Regions from separate parts of the Mus musculus genome. Here all the other regions are linked to region 4. A link is a contact called in public Hi-C and HiChIP or PLAC-seq data. All regions are on one chromosome and are shown on one strand. Each heading gives the region's core, a stretch centred on a gene start, on an enhancer-like site or on the middle of the called end of the contact. The rest is flanking DNA. Distances are from core to core; before and after follow the strand shown. Region 1 overlaps Pdgfc (platelet-derived growth factor, C polypeptide). Region 2 holds the start of Glrb (glycine receptor, beta subunit). Region 3 overlaps Pdgfc (platelet-derived growth factor, C polypeptide). Region 4 holds the start of Pdgfc (platelet-derived growth factor, C polypeptide).

Region 1 (3,085 bases), core at 120-2,619, 87 kb before region 4:
AGGGAGGCAGTCTGGTTTGTATATTGTTAAATCTTCAGCGATCAGAGGAGTAGCTGAGTGTAGGGGGTACACAAAACATGTATTTAATCAATAGATTCATGTTTACATAATGATTGGTTTACATGTATGTAGTCAGATTTTGCCAGAACATACAACTATATAAATTTTTAATCCTCTTATCTATAAAAAAAATCCAAGATCGGCAATGTATCAGAAGAATCAACTTCACAAAAATCACCATTTTCTTTAGCCATGTTTCTACCCAGTGATCCTTCCCTTCCCTTCTTTCTTTCCTGACCTTTAATAAATCTAACTTTCTTTATGTAATTTAATCAGGATGAGGTTTTCTCTTTCTTCTTTTCCAATCTTATATTGTGTATCCCAATCCAAAGAATCTCTAGAAATTAAGCTCCTGAGTGCTTTGGAATCCACATTAGGTTCCAGTGTTATGAAGCAGCAAGGCCTTGACTTATATGGAAAAAAAAAGCACAAAAAATAGTATCTTATATTTCTAAGAATGTTTCTTTTGAGCCATACAGCATCTCAGAAAGTGTTCTCCTCTAGAAACTTGAAGTATGAGTTATCATCCCTTCTATGCTTCAGTGGCTTGTATATCCCTCCCCTATAAACAACTGATATTATAAACTCACTTCAAGGAGATTGTTAATTCAAGCATTTAATAAATCAAAGGTTCAGTGCCTCAAATGAATGTTCAGCCTCATGAAGTCAGAACAAAAATACCCTAAACATAATGATGCCTTTTTAATACAAAGTTGGTCCTAAAACAAACAGCCTATGGCTGACACTGCCATCCAAAGTTTAAGTAGATTTTAGAAGAATACATTTTCATGAATTAGATTTTTTTTATCTGACCAAAAACCAAAATTTAATGAATGGTTTGAAGAAATTATAAAGGCTAAGTTAAATTGAAAAAAAAAAAAAAGCAACAGCAACAACAATAATAGAACGTATTGAATGCTGAGAGGAACAAAGGTTAAAGTTCAGATGGTGAGAAATCCTGGGGGCAAACAGGACCAGTGCACATGGAGGAGCATCTTTACATACTGGGACTGGAGAGGAAGCAAAGTGAGAAGAAAATGGTACAGGCCTTCAAGTTCATGCTGATAAACTGCCATTGTAGGCACAGCTGTGGCTTCTTTTAGCACCTCTGAAAACAGAGGTTGAACCAACTTACAATGGGAATTGCGTAAGAAATTCCTGGCAAATATTAGCAAGAAAATATTTTCCTGGCAAATACTGCAGATCAAGAAAGTAAAGGATAATGGCTCTAAGCGAAGCATCCATGTATTGTTCTGAGGGTTTGACTGAAGAGAAGAAAAGCTGCAGTTAGAGCTTAAAGTTGAAGCAAATGAGGAAGTGTACTGGTGGACAAGTGACCCTTCCTGAGAGTCCCCGTCTGTTACTACTGTCAGCTGTGTCAAAGCCTGCAGTAATTTTTGCTCAGTATGTAATATTCATATTAATCTTACATATGGAGTATCCTTAAAACACTACTGTGTAAGTGAAACTAGTTAAGGCATGTTTCCAAAAAATACTTTTTGTGTTTAGATTATTTTATTCTGAACTGGTTTTACTGTTTGGTTAAATTTTTGTTATGTGACCAAAAAACTCATCTGTATAGTGCAATGACTGGAAATTTCAAAGAATCTATAAAAAGGTTAATTCATATTTAAAAATAATAATAATAAAAGTTCCCAGAGTGGCTCCTGGGTGAACGCCTGTTTTGGCTCTCTCAGCACTGGGATCCCAGACATGCACGACCACATTCAATGAACATGTCTTACTAAGGAGAAAGTACTCCTCACAATAAACTGCTGGTAAAAATTCAGGCTAGACTTTAAAGTGGTGGTTTTAAAAACAGTATTTCAGACTAAACTGAATCTCTGAGTAATACAAGAGTAACAGGTTACACACAAGGGTTTTTACAAATAAAGTTTAAACTGTCCTTCATGTTTGCATGTAGAAAGACGAGTCTAAATCCTTTCTCCTAGTCTAAGTAATCTTAACTGTTTCTAGTTCCCAAGAATTCAATGACAAGTATTATAGAAATCATAATTAACTATTAAAATATTAATGTTAATATATTAAATATCCTGTATATAAAAAGAACCCTCTTACCAAGAATTCTGGATATATAGAAGTGGTCTAACTCTCATTTGCCACTATGAATAAAGAATGATACTATTGCCTACTCTGAGTCATGAGTTGTAGCTGTTCCCAAATCTTATACTTGTTTATTTTATATGTCACAATATAGTGATATGATGAAATTTATATATGTGTGTACACACACATTTATGCACAGTCATATGTACAAATGTATGCATATGCACACACACACACACACACACACACACACACACACACATCACTAAACTTGAATAGTTTCTCTTGTAATGGAGGAATCAAAACCAAGACTAGATCATCCAATCCAAAAGTCTCATTAAGAATTTGTTGTTTCTAACACATCCCTCAGCAAACACTGCCAATGCATGTCGACTGGGATTCCTTGTTGACTCAAGACTTCAAAGGAGCAGTGAGCCTGATGTGTTGCACAAAGTCTGGGATCCACAGCACACAATGATCTCATCCCATCTGAAAGCCCACAGTACATCTAGCAGACTGACATTGTCCAAGTGAAGCTTCTAGGCCTTCCTGCAGGACTATTGTTTAAGTATTCCACCTTCTTAACAGAATGAAAATAACCTAAGGCTACAAACGTGTCTTAGTATATCTTGCTTTTAATGTTCTTGTTCCTGTTCCTGCTACTGGACATGTCATTTCAACTTGATCTTGCACAAAATAAACTCCTAACCATAGTCATTTTACAAATGCTATCAATTTTTAAAAAGCATTATTCTCTGAGACTTCTCTTGGGACTTACTGCAGTGAAAGAATTTACATGTGTTCCATGTAAGGCTGACTACATAATGAGATTTCAAATATGTACAACACATATTGTTTATTACAAACACTGCTATCCAAGGAAGTATGTTCCAATCAGCATCAATAGTTCACTAGCTACTAATTTTGGCTTAAGAAGAAGTTTGACATTAGCACTAAT
Region 2 (2,700 bases), core at 179-2,678, 120 kb after region 4:
GTTACTTTTAGCTTCAGAAGATATCATGTATATTTAAGAGGCATTTAACTATTATAAATTATTTTGATGATTTAAAAATGTAAATACTGAATTGTATATTTTAAAATAAATTTTATTAGTTTAATTAATGAAGACAGTTAAAAATAAATAAATATTTAAAAATGTGAAAGAGATACCAAATTGACAAATCCAAAACATAAAAATAAAATAAAATAAAATGTGTGGTCATGTTTTGATATAATTAAAAAAGGCATGCTGTTCTATTTAGTGAAGCTTTAAAACAAGGCAGCTGTGACTTAGCAATGGAAATAAGGATTGCTTCCTAGTTATTGCTGCCCTTGTGACACAGAAAGCTTTGTGGAGCTGAAAGACAGTGTCTGGGTGGAGGGAATGCCCCTCTCTCATGTTTAACAGGCCTATACATGAATTAGTGGAACATCTGCTCTTCTACATACAAGGCTGGACCATGCTCACTTGGGTTCAAATCTGCTAGGCTTCCCTTAAGAGTTATTATCAGGTGGGCATGGAGGCACGGGCATAATAATATTCCAGCAGTAGCTTGAGGAAAGCAGATGGGATTCCGAGATACAGTCTGACCTCAGCAAACAAAACTGCGTTTATTCGACAGAAGCAAGGGGCATCAATTTTCCCACAGAAAGGGAAATTGTATGAAGAGAGGGAATGAACTCCTGTGGGGTCTTAAAGGAATGGGTAGGGTGCTTAAGTTTAAAAGAAGTTGTTTCTTAACTATGGAAATGAAAGCTAGAGTAGTTTAGTACCAAAAGGCAAAAACTAACTGGCACTGCCATGCAAAATCACTGCTAAATCTCTTTTAAGATCTGTAAACTCCAGGTGATTGAATCTCTTAATGGCATGAATTTCAATTTCACCGTCTATAAAATTGAGAAGGATGTACAGTTGTCTAGACACACTGAGGGTCAGTGGCGACACTATGAAGGGACCCTGTTGTGCTCAATGTCAACTGTGCAACCAATGTTAGGAGCAGCATTCCTTGCACTATGTATGCTATACTACTGTAATGATTCTGACCACATGAAGCCTGAGTAGAAAGATCAGACTTCAGAAATTGGAATTATCATTCCGACATTAAGATAGAAGGCAGAAAGAGAAGATGATGAAACCACAGGAATCTCGTCCACTTTGGTTCAGGAAGGCCAACTGCTGTCCCACATCATGTAGTTAGTGCCACAAACCTCCTCTTGAGCCCTGCTCCTTTATTTTAGCTCCTTTTCTAACAGTCTCCCGCTGGGGTCCTGCGATGATGCCCTCCAAAGAGCCCTAAGGTCCCTTCTCCCTCCCTTATCCCCGTCCCCACCACCACCGTGCAGCGTCTCGTCCCTCTCGGTGGCGACCTCCGCCGCCCGCGGTCCCCGCAGTTGTCCGCGGCGCGCCACGGCGCACGCTCAGGGGCGGAGCAGGCGCGTCAAACTCGGCGGCGGCGGCGGTGGCGGCGGTGGCGCGGGCGGCGGCGGGACTCGCTGGTCGCAGCTGCCTCTGCGCCCGCCACCTGCGCCGCCGTCACCTCGGCGGAGGGCTGAGGGGCGCGTGCGGTAAGGCCTGGCGGCGAGCTCCCTGCGGCGCGGGCTTCGGGTCTGCGCACTGCGGCGGGGCCGAGCTGGGGCCCGAGGCGGGCTCGGTGCAAGACGCAGTGTCCGATGCCCGCGGGGGCCGGGGCCGGGGTTTGGGGACCAGAGGCGCCGAGGGCCCTGGGGTGCTGTGGGGAGGCTCACCTGGCCCTGCAGCGGCCGGCCGTTCTGGAAAGCCACAGAGCCTTGCGGACAAGGGTCGCGCGGGAGCCCGGCTGTAGCAGCTAGCATCGCTCCAGGAGGATAAGGGGCTGTGAGCCAAGTGGGGACAGACCTATTGCAGTACTGGGACTCTCATCCCAGAGTGGTAGAGGTGGCTGCGGGTGAAGGACCTAGTGACATGCCCTTTGGGCCTGCTTTGGGGGTGTATAGGATAAATATGGGGTGAACCTGAGAAGAGGGGGCGGGTAAATACAGGACACTGGTGCTCCAGATAACAGAGTGGGATGGGAATTGGGCGTTTAGGTCTCAGTTTGCAGAAAACAATTTTATGATCTGAAAACAAAGCACACAGAAGAGGGTTTTTTTGTTGTTGATGTTTTGTTTTGTTTTTTGTTGTTGTTTGTTTTTAGCTATTCTGCTGTTAGTAAATGCTTGAGGGTTTGCTGTATTGTTTATTGTACTTTGGCAAGGATATTCTCTTCTGGGCATAGGCAGTGATGTTAATTTGTAGGTAGGAACATTATCTGAAGCACACTTCCAGTTTTGTTTCTTTACTATTACTCAGAACTATCTTTTGAAGATGACTGGTACAAGAGTTCCCACACGAATGGGAAAACTAACAAGTCAACTTACTGCATGGCATTTTTAGGGTACAAAGTAGCATGCAAATTTAATGATATTTTACAAGCAGTGAGTTTAGAGTGTTTCATGCCAGTCTTCCTTTACCTTTCTGTTTGTTGCTTTCCTTTGAATTAAGTCCGTTAGTGATTTTTTTTTGAAAAAAAAAAAAAAGCATAGAAATCCATACAACCTACATTTTAAAATTTGACATCAAGTGTTCTAGCTAGAGTGAACCATTTTAACAGTGGGTTAAGTATCCTTACAGGTATGAACCTATTTTGAAATACTCTCCAACTTAATGCCAAATTTT
Region 3 (2,744 bases), core at 210-2,709, 130 kb before region 4:
ATGGTTTTGTTTACTGGGAAAGGGACTAAGTCGATATGTGGTATTCTGTTCTTGAACCCAATGATTGAATAAGGAGGGGTTAGTCTTTTAATGTTTTCATTTCCAAAGAAAGGAAACAAAACAGACAGCTTTATCTCAAAGGAGCTGGTCTGGTCATCAGGTGACGTGATCAGGGCTGTAAGTCCAGCTAAGGAGATTACTTCATATTTGATGGTGTGAAAAGAGAAATGAGAAACACCAGGCTCAGTGCCCACTTGGATAATTCACCCCCTAGGCAAGATCCCGAGGCAGGGATTATCTGCAATACTTTTATTTTATTTTCTTCTTGGACAATTTGAAATATGCTTTCCTTTTGGCTATTTCTTCTCTGTGTTACCCTTTCAAGGTGCTTTTATAGCAGACTCCACCACAGCCTTTTACAGGTCCACACACTGCAAGGAACCCTAGCAGGTTTAACAGTTTCCCATACATTGCTGCATTCCCCTTTTTTGCTCCAGCTGATTTCTCTCAGAATCCCCCCCCCCCAGAGAAGAGACAAGGTAGTTTTAAAATAAATTTGTGATTATCTTATAACTTCTATTCATATATTTAAAAATTTTTTATCTCCCCACTTTTTCTATGGCCCTAAATTTCCCTTTGGAAATATCCAGAACTAATGATATATTTTACTTCTGAATATATCTTCCTTTCTCTTTCCCTATCTTTCCCCCATCTCTCTCTCTCTCTCTCTCTCTCTCTCTCTCTCTCTCTCTGTGTGTGTGTGTGTGTGTGTGTGTGTGTGTGTGTGTCTGTCTCTCTCTCCAATTTTATCTATCTATCTATCTATCTATCTATCTATCTATCTATCTAATCATTAGTTAGTTAATATGTTAGTTATAAGTATGAATTCCAAAGCCCTTTGCTGTGGGATAGCCTTCCAATCAGTAACACTTCACTGATTTTTATAGAAGCAAATAGAAACTGAACTCTGATGTTTCAGATATGTATCTGAAAAAGCTGTGCTAATTATCATATGCTCAGTTAAAGCTAAGGGACAATAAATGGCTATTTTTAACAACTTATGTACTGTAATTTCAATTGTTAAACTGTTTATATTTTCATTTAACCTAGAGCTTACAATACAGAAGTTGAAACTGAAGTCTTAACGAGATAATATATACTTTGGGGACAATATCTTCATGACTCCTGTTTGATTGGCTGTTTATCATCACGGTGTGAGCATTGAAAGGCTCCACAGGGATAGTCAGAGAACAGAAGGTCTTCATGTTACCCAGAAGTAAGACCTATACAACAGCTCCCTCTTATCCTTCAGACTTCAGTCAGAGAAACTATGAAATTTTGCAGACAGCTTTCCTTCTACTTCAGGGATTTTGGGCAACTGAGTCATTGTGGGCTACTTAAGCCTTTAGTCACTAGGAACCTCAACCTGGGCGAGACAGCACATTTCGCCAGATGGTAAATATGACCACATCTTTTGGTACAGTAATTCCAGCAATGATGGCCCTGTCATAGGTCAAGCACTTTAAGTCACCGGATTTATTACTCAGGGTTTCCAAGCCGCACAACAGTACATTTCACTGGATATACGTAGAAAAATACCCAGTAGTAGCTTTCAAGGATTACACACCAATATTTGAAAGCTATATATGAAGTCCCCTAATGTAGGATTACCTTTCCACTTCAGTTGACACACTTCCACTTCTTCAGACTTTAGCTGAATAGAAGCTCCTGGGGCAAGCACCATCTGGGAGCCCAGAGGCAGAGGCAGTGACGTCTTTGCAGCATGGTCTATGCCACACCCATCACAATTTTGAATTTTATTTTTTCATGAACATTCCTTTGCTATTCAATGGTTTCTGGAGGTCAAAGAAGCTCTGAATAATCTTTGGATCCCTGATACATAGCATGATATTTGGTTGATGCATAGCAGGGTACTTGACTGCTAGCTAAATAAGAGAATGGGTGAGTGTATGTAAAGATAAGGAAACAGAATCATAAACAAATATCAGGAGATGTAGTTGGCAAAAAACACAAATTTACATACTCTCTTCAAATAGAAATAGCTCATATTTTTCTCTTAAATATTTTATTATTTTATTCACTCCAATTCACATTAAATACAAGCTAACAGATTTTTTTTTCATTTGTAACTCCACGTGGCTTTTAAAATGAGGGTACTAGACTTTGTTTGGAGAAATGAATTGGATGCAATATTCTGGAATTAATTTTCATCCTAGTAGCCTTCCATTTCTCATTCACTTACAATCACCATGGTGACCACTGAGCTTTGTGTACATGTCTCCCACTCTGACTTAACACTAGATGTGAAACTTGGTATACTTGAATCTTAGGATCTAGCTTTCTCTATCTTTATGTGTCTCCAAGACAGTACATTATCAAACTGTACTGGACAGACAACTAATTGAGACCATACTTATGCTTACACATCCTACCTAGGTAGTCTTTACTGGACACAGAACTGAGAAGGAAGTGTTAATGACATATTCACAAGTGTCTGAAATCTTGTATTAGTGGCTAATCATTTTCTCGGACTAAGTAATTTGCTTTTGGGGAAGCAACTACAGAGACTGAAGTTAAATGTTTGATATACCTTGACGAATATTAAAATAAGAGATGAAGGACTTATGAAGTATGTGACTAATCTCTAACCTTCTTCATACAGATGCTAGAAAGTGTTACTTCAAATGTTTTTTTATTTAAAATATTTTGTCTATGTCCCCGCC
Region 4 (2,906 bases), core at 126-2,625:
CCACTCTGAGGTTGCGGGGCACTTCCCGCTCCCTCTACTCAGTGAGCTTCGGAAGTTGCAAACTGCCGAAATCTGCCCCCACCCCAGAAAGTGCACGCGGACTCAGGAAACTCCCATCTGCAGCGCCAGAGACCCGACCATCAGCTCCACGACTGGAGGACCCCACATGCCACCGCACAATGCCAACCCGAACGCACAGCGAGACGCGGGAAGGGGGAGGAGGGGGCGATACTCACCGTTCTGTTCCTTGTCGCTGGAGAGCTGCAACTTGCTGCTCAGGTTGGACTCAGCCCGAGTCCCCGTTCTTTGGCCGGCCAGGGCAGATGTCAGCAGGAGGAGGCCGAGGAGGAGCATTTGGCTGACTGGGGCGAGGGCTCACTCGCGGCGGGCACTGGGGAAGCGACGACTCCAAGGCTCAGCCCAGCCGGGGAAAGGCTGCGCTGCGGTGGAAGCGCCTGGCCGGCTCTGGCAGCAGAGAATCGCAGGGTAGTTTCCACATAATCCCATCCAAAAGTTTTTCCTAGAGCCCTCTTCTGTGTCTCCAGTTTTTGAAAAGGATCAAAGCAAAACCTGGACCTGAACCAGTTTCCCAAGGTTTAAACAAATCCTGAGCTGTGCCGAAGTGCGGGGGGTGGGGGTAGGCGAGGGAGGAAAGAAGGGGTGGGGACGCGGGGGAGCGGCGATGAGTCGTGGCGACTCGCAGGGAGCACCTGTCAGTTTGGGGGACAGGACACAGGCGAGGACTCGGGGTCCCGCCAAGCCAGACTGGAAGCCAGGTCGGCAGCGAGGCGAGCACCTTGGGATCAATGACAAAGCTGCTGATCGGGGCGGCAGGCGGCGCCCCACCCCCACCTGGGGGGAGGGGACCGTGCCCTGCGAGTGCCGCGCGGGTCCCGGGCGGGCAGAGAGGCCGCGGGGACGACTCGGGACTGGCCCGGATCCACCGCGGAGCCTCCTCCTTGCTGCAGTCGGTGGCCACCGAAGTTCCCTCGGGTACCGGCGAAGTGCTGCGGGAAGCCGGGAGAGCTTGGGCGGCTCGGAGTCGCGAGCGCTCGGATGCCTGCCCTAAGGCAGGGCAGGACGCAGGGCTGAGGAGAGGTGGCGGCTAAGCACGGGCGGCTAAGGGAAGGCCTGGCTGGCCTGGAGGATCGCTCTTGTCCCCTCCCCGTCTCCACTTTCCCCCAGCGGGCGGCGCGCGGGGCGCGGGGCTGGCGGCCGGGCGGGCGCGGGGGGCGCGGGGGGCGCGGGCGGCCAGCTGGCGGGCCAACAGGTGCTGGCGCAGACAGGGGGCACTGCGGGCCCCGCGGCAGACGGAGCCCACACTGCGGCGAGGAATGCCGCCAGGCGGCCCCCAGCTTCCTTTCCCCTGGGCGCCCCTAACCCCAAATAAGGAGTCTGCGGGCTGTTCAAGGGTGCTGCAAACTCAGAGAAAGAGAGAGGGAAAAAAAAGTAGGAGAGGACAGCCACTCCTTCTCTTCTGGCTCTCCCTGGCTGTAACTTGTCTTTCATTCCTAAGGGGATCCCCACTCCCAAAGCGCTTTGTCAGGACTCGTGGCCAGAGTTCTGCACTGAAGGAGGGAAGTTGAACTCAAGATGCTTCCAGAATGGCTCTGTCTGAAGGAGAATGAATAAATCAAAAGTAAAGATAAAGTCAGAGTTGTAACATGAATTGAAGCCATGCACCACTGTATCCACATGAACCCTGTTTGGAGAGGAACTGGGGTTGGAGGGTACCACTGAGCAGAAGAAAGAGTCCCTGTCCTTTGCAGCTGGGTGCTGCATGATAATGAAATCTAGCTCCTAGAGTGTCTGGGGACATAGTGTGGCAATTTACACATAGGCTGTCCTGGAGCCCCTAATGTTTGAACTGGTTGCCTTTATGCACGAAGTGCTTCGTGCTGAGACTAAAGTTCCTATGGGGTTATCTAGAATGAGAAAAACATGTTAGTAGGGCCTAGGGTGGTTCCATGTGCAATACATGTGTCTCTGATAGGATTCCAATATGCTTTCCTTATCAGAAAATCCTCGTGAAAGCGTTGAAGGCACAGTAGGGTTTGAAATCTAAACAAAAGATGCATCTTTGGATGGAGGGGTAATAAAAAAAGAAAATGAAAATAAGGAAAATAAAAATAACATTAGAGCAAGCAAATGCCTTGGTGTGCAGTCAGACAGATGTATCACCAAGTACTTAGTTGAATCAGTCAGGGCATGCAATCCAACCATAGAACCAAGGTAAACATAATCCTGAAACCGGGCATGACCTGGAGACAGAAATAAAAGATGGGACCAGTCCAAACGATAAAATGTTAATCTTTTCCTTTGTTCTTGGACACCACTGGGGCCTACCAAACAACCCTGTTCTAGCCAGGTCTCTGTCCTCTTCTCTCTTCCTTCAAATGAGTACTTGACAGGTTGTTCATTATAACTCCTGCTTGGCATCCAGGAAGTCCCCGGGACCAAATAAAGAAAGATGCTGTTCTCCTGTGAAATCCTTACAAACCTGTTCCATTCATTCATTCTTATCTGTGGGATTTCCACCTTTACAGTGTTGGATAGAAAGTCTCTTGCTTAGACTTTAAGTGTATGGATGTTAATGGTACAAGCCTTGTTACTTTATTCAAGTTAGCAGTGCATCATCTTCAGTGCCATTCCATTGTGACATACGTGTATTCCAAAAGTGTTCTGTACATTCCTGAATATGCAAAGGAGAGTTCCCAATTTTAATCAAAATGAGACACCAAAAGGCATGCTTTCTCGGTAGATCTGTTTGCAATCCAATCCATTAAGGTCCAGTTTTTGTCATTTACTTAGTTTTCTGATCAAGGTTTTGTAAATGTGCTTTTTTTGCATCTCCACACAGTTGGAGTTCTTGACCACCCACATAGGATACGTGTGCACTCCTACTT

The links. A called contact is a pair of places that touch in the nucleus more often than the background predicts. HiChIP or PLAC-seq counts read pairs in DNA pulled down with a chosen protein or histone mark.
Region 1: a contact with region 4 is called in an H3K4me3 HiChIP or PLAC-seq map of bone marrow-derived macrophages, with 5 times the contacts expected there. The contact joins the enhancer-like site here to the promoter of Pdgfc in region 4. A contact is called at or near these places in 6 of 39 promoter capture datasets (the 3T3-L1 cell line, 3T3-L1-derived adipocytes, embryonic stem cells and 1 more), 15 of 484 Hi-C or Micro-C datasets (the C2C12 cell line, CD4 T cells, bone marrow-derived dendritic cells and 9 more), 5 of 115 datasets of contacts at active chromatin or transcription factors (bone marrow-derived dendritic cells, bone marrow-derived macrophages and embryonic stem cells) and 4 of 9 other capture datasets (adipose tissue, bone marrow-derived macrophages, embryonic stem cells and 1 more).
Region 2: a Hi-C map of cerebral cortex shows a contact between it and region 4, with 5 times the contacts expected there. The contact joins the promoter of Glrb here to the promoter of Pdgfc in region 4. A contact is called at or near these places in 3 of 39 promoter capture datasets (the SN4741 cell line and embryonic stem cells), 13 of 484 Hi-C or Micro-C datasets (cerebral cortex, cortical neurons, embryonic stem cells and 1 more) and 1 of 115 datasets of contacts at active chromatin or transcription factors (pancreatic cancer cells).
Region 3: a contact with region 4 is called in an HNF4G HiChIP or PLAC-seq map of pancreatic cancer cells. The contact joins the enhancer-like site here to the promoter of Pdgfc in region 4. A contact is called at or near these places in 8 of 39 promoter capture datasets (the 3T3-L1 cell line, 3T3-L1-derived adipocytes, embryonic stem cells and 2 more), 16 of 484 Hi-C or Micro-C datasets (the C2C12 cell line, adipose-derived mesenchymal stem cells, bone marrow-derived macrophages and 9 more), 9 of 115 datasets of contacts at active chromatin or transcription factors (the NIH/3T3 cell line, bone marrow-derived macrophages, embryonic fibroblasts and 4 more) and 5 of 9 other capture datasets (adipose tissue, embryonic stem cells, liver and 2 more).

Annotation. Positions count from the first base shown.
Region 1 is chr3:81,121,960-81,125,044 of GRCm38.p6, reverse strand. All of the region lies in intron 1 of Pdgfc (platelet-derived growth factor, C polypeptide), which reads right to left. Among named protein-coding and RNA genes, the nearest start is that of Pdgfc, 87 kb to the right of the region's middle. Within about 2 kb of position 1,369, at least 7 of the 459 cell types and tissues checked have an H3K27ac peak or open chromatin away from gene starts, as enhancers often do. A contact at or near this core is called in bone marrow-derived macrophages, where this site is marked.
Region 2 is chr3:80,912,388-80,915,087 of GRCm38.p6, reverse strand. It overlaps Glrb (glycine receptor, beta subunit), which reads left to right and starts at 1,428. Exons shown (of 10, transcript NM_010298.6): 1 at 1,428-1,571.
Region 3 is chr3:81,163,021-81,165,764 of GRCm38.p6, reverse strand. The region is part of intron 2 of Pdgfc (platelet-derived growth factor, C polypeptide); the gene reads right to left. Among named protein-coding and RNA genes, the nearest start is that of Pdgfc, 130 kb to the right of the region's middle. Within about 2 kb of position 1,459, at least 25 of the 459 cell types and tissues checked have an H3K27ac peak or open chromatin away from gene starts, as enhancers often do. A contact at or near this core is called in the C2C12 cell line, the NIH/3T3 cell line, embryonic fibroblasts and 2 more, where this site is marked.
Region 4 is chr3:81,034,885-81,037,790 of GRCm38.p6, reverse strand. Pdgfc (platelet-derived growth factor, C polypeptide) reads right to left here and starts at 1,375. Exons shown (of 6, transcript NM_019971.3): 1 at 237-1,375. The coding sequence starts at 354.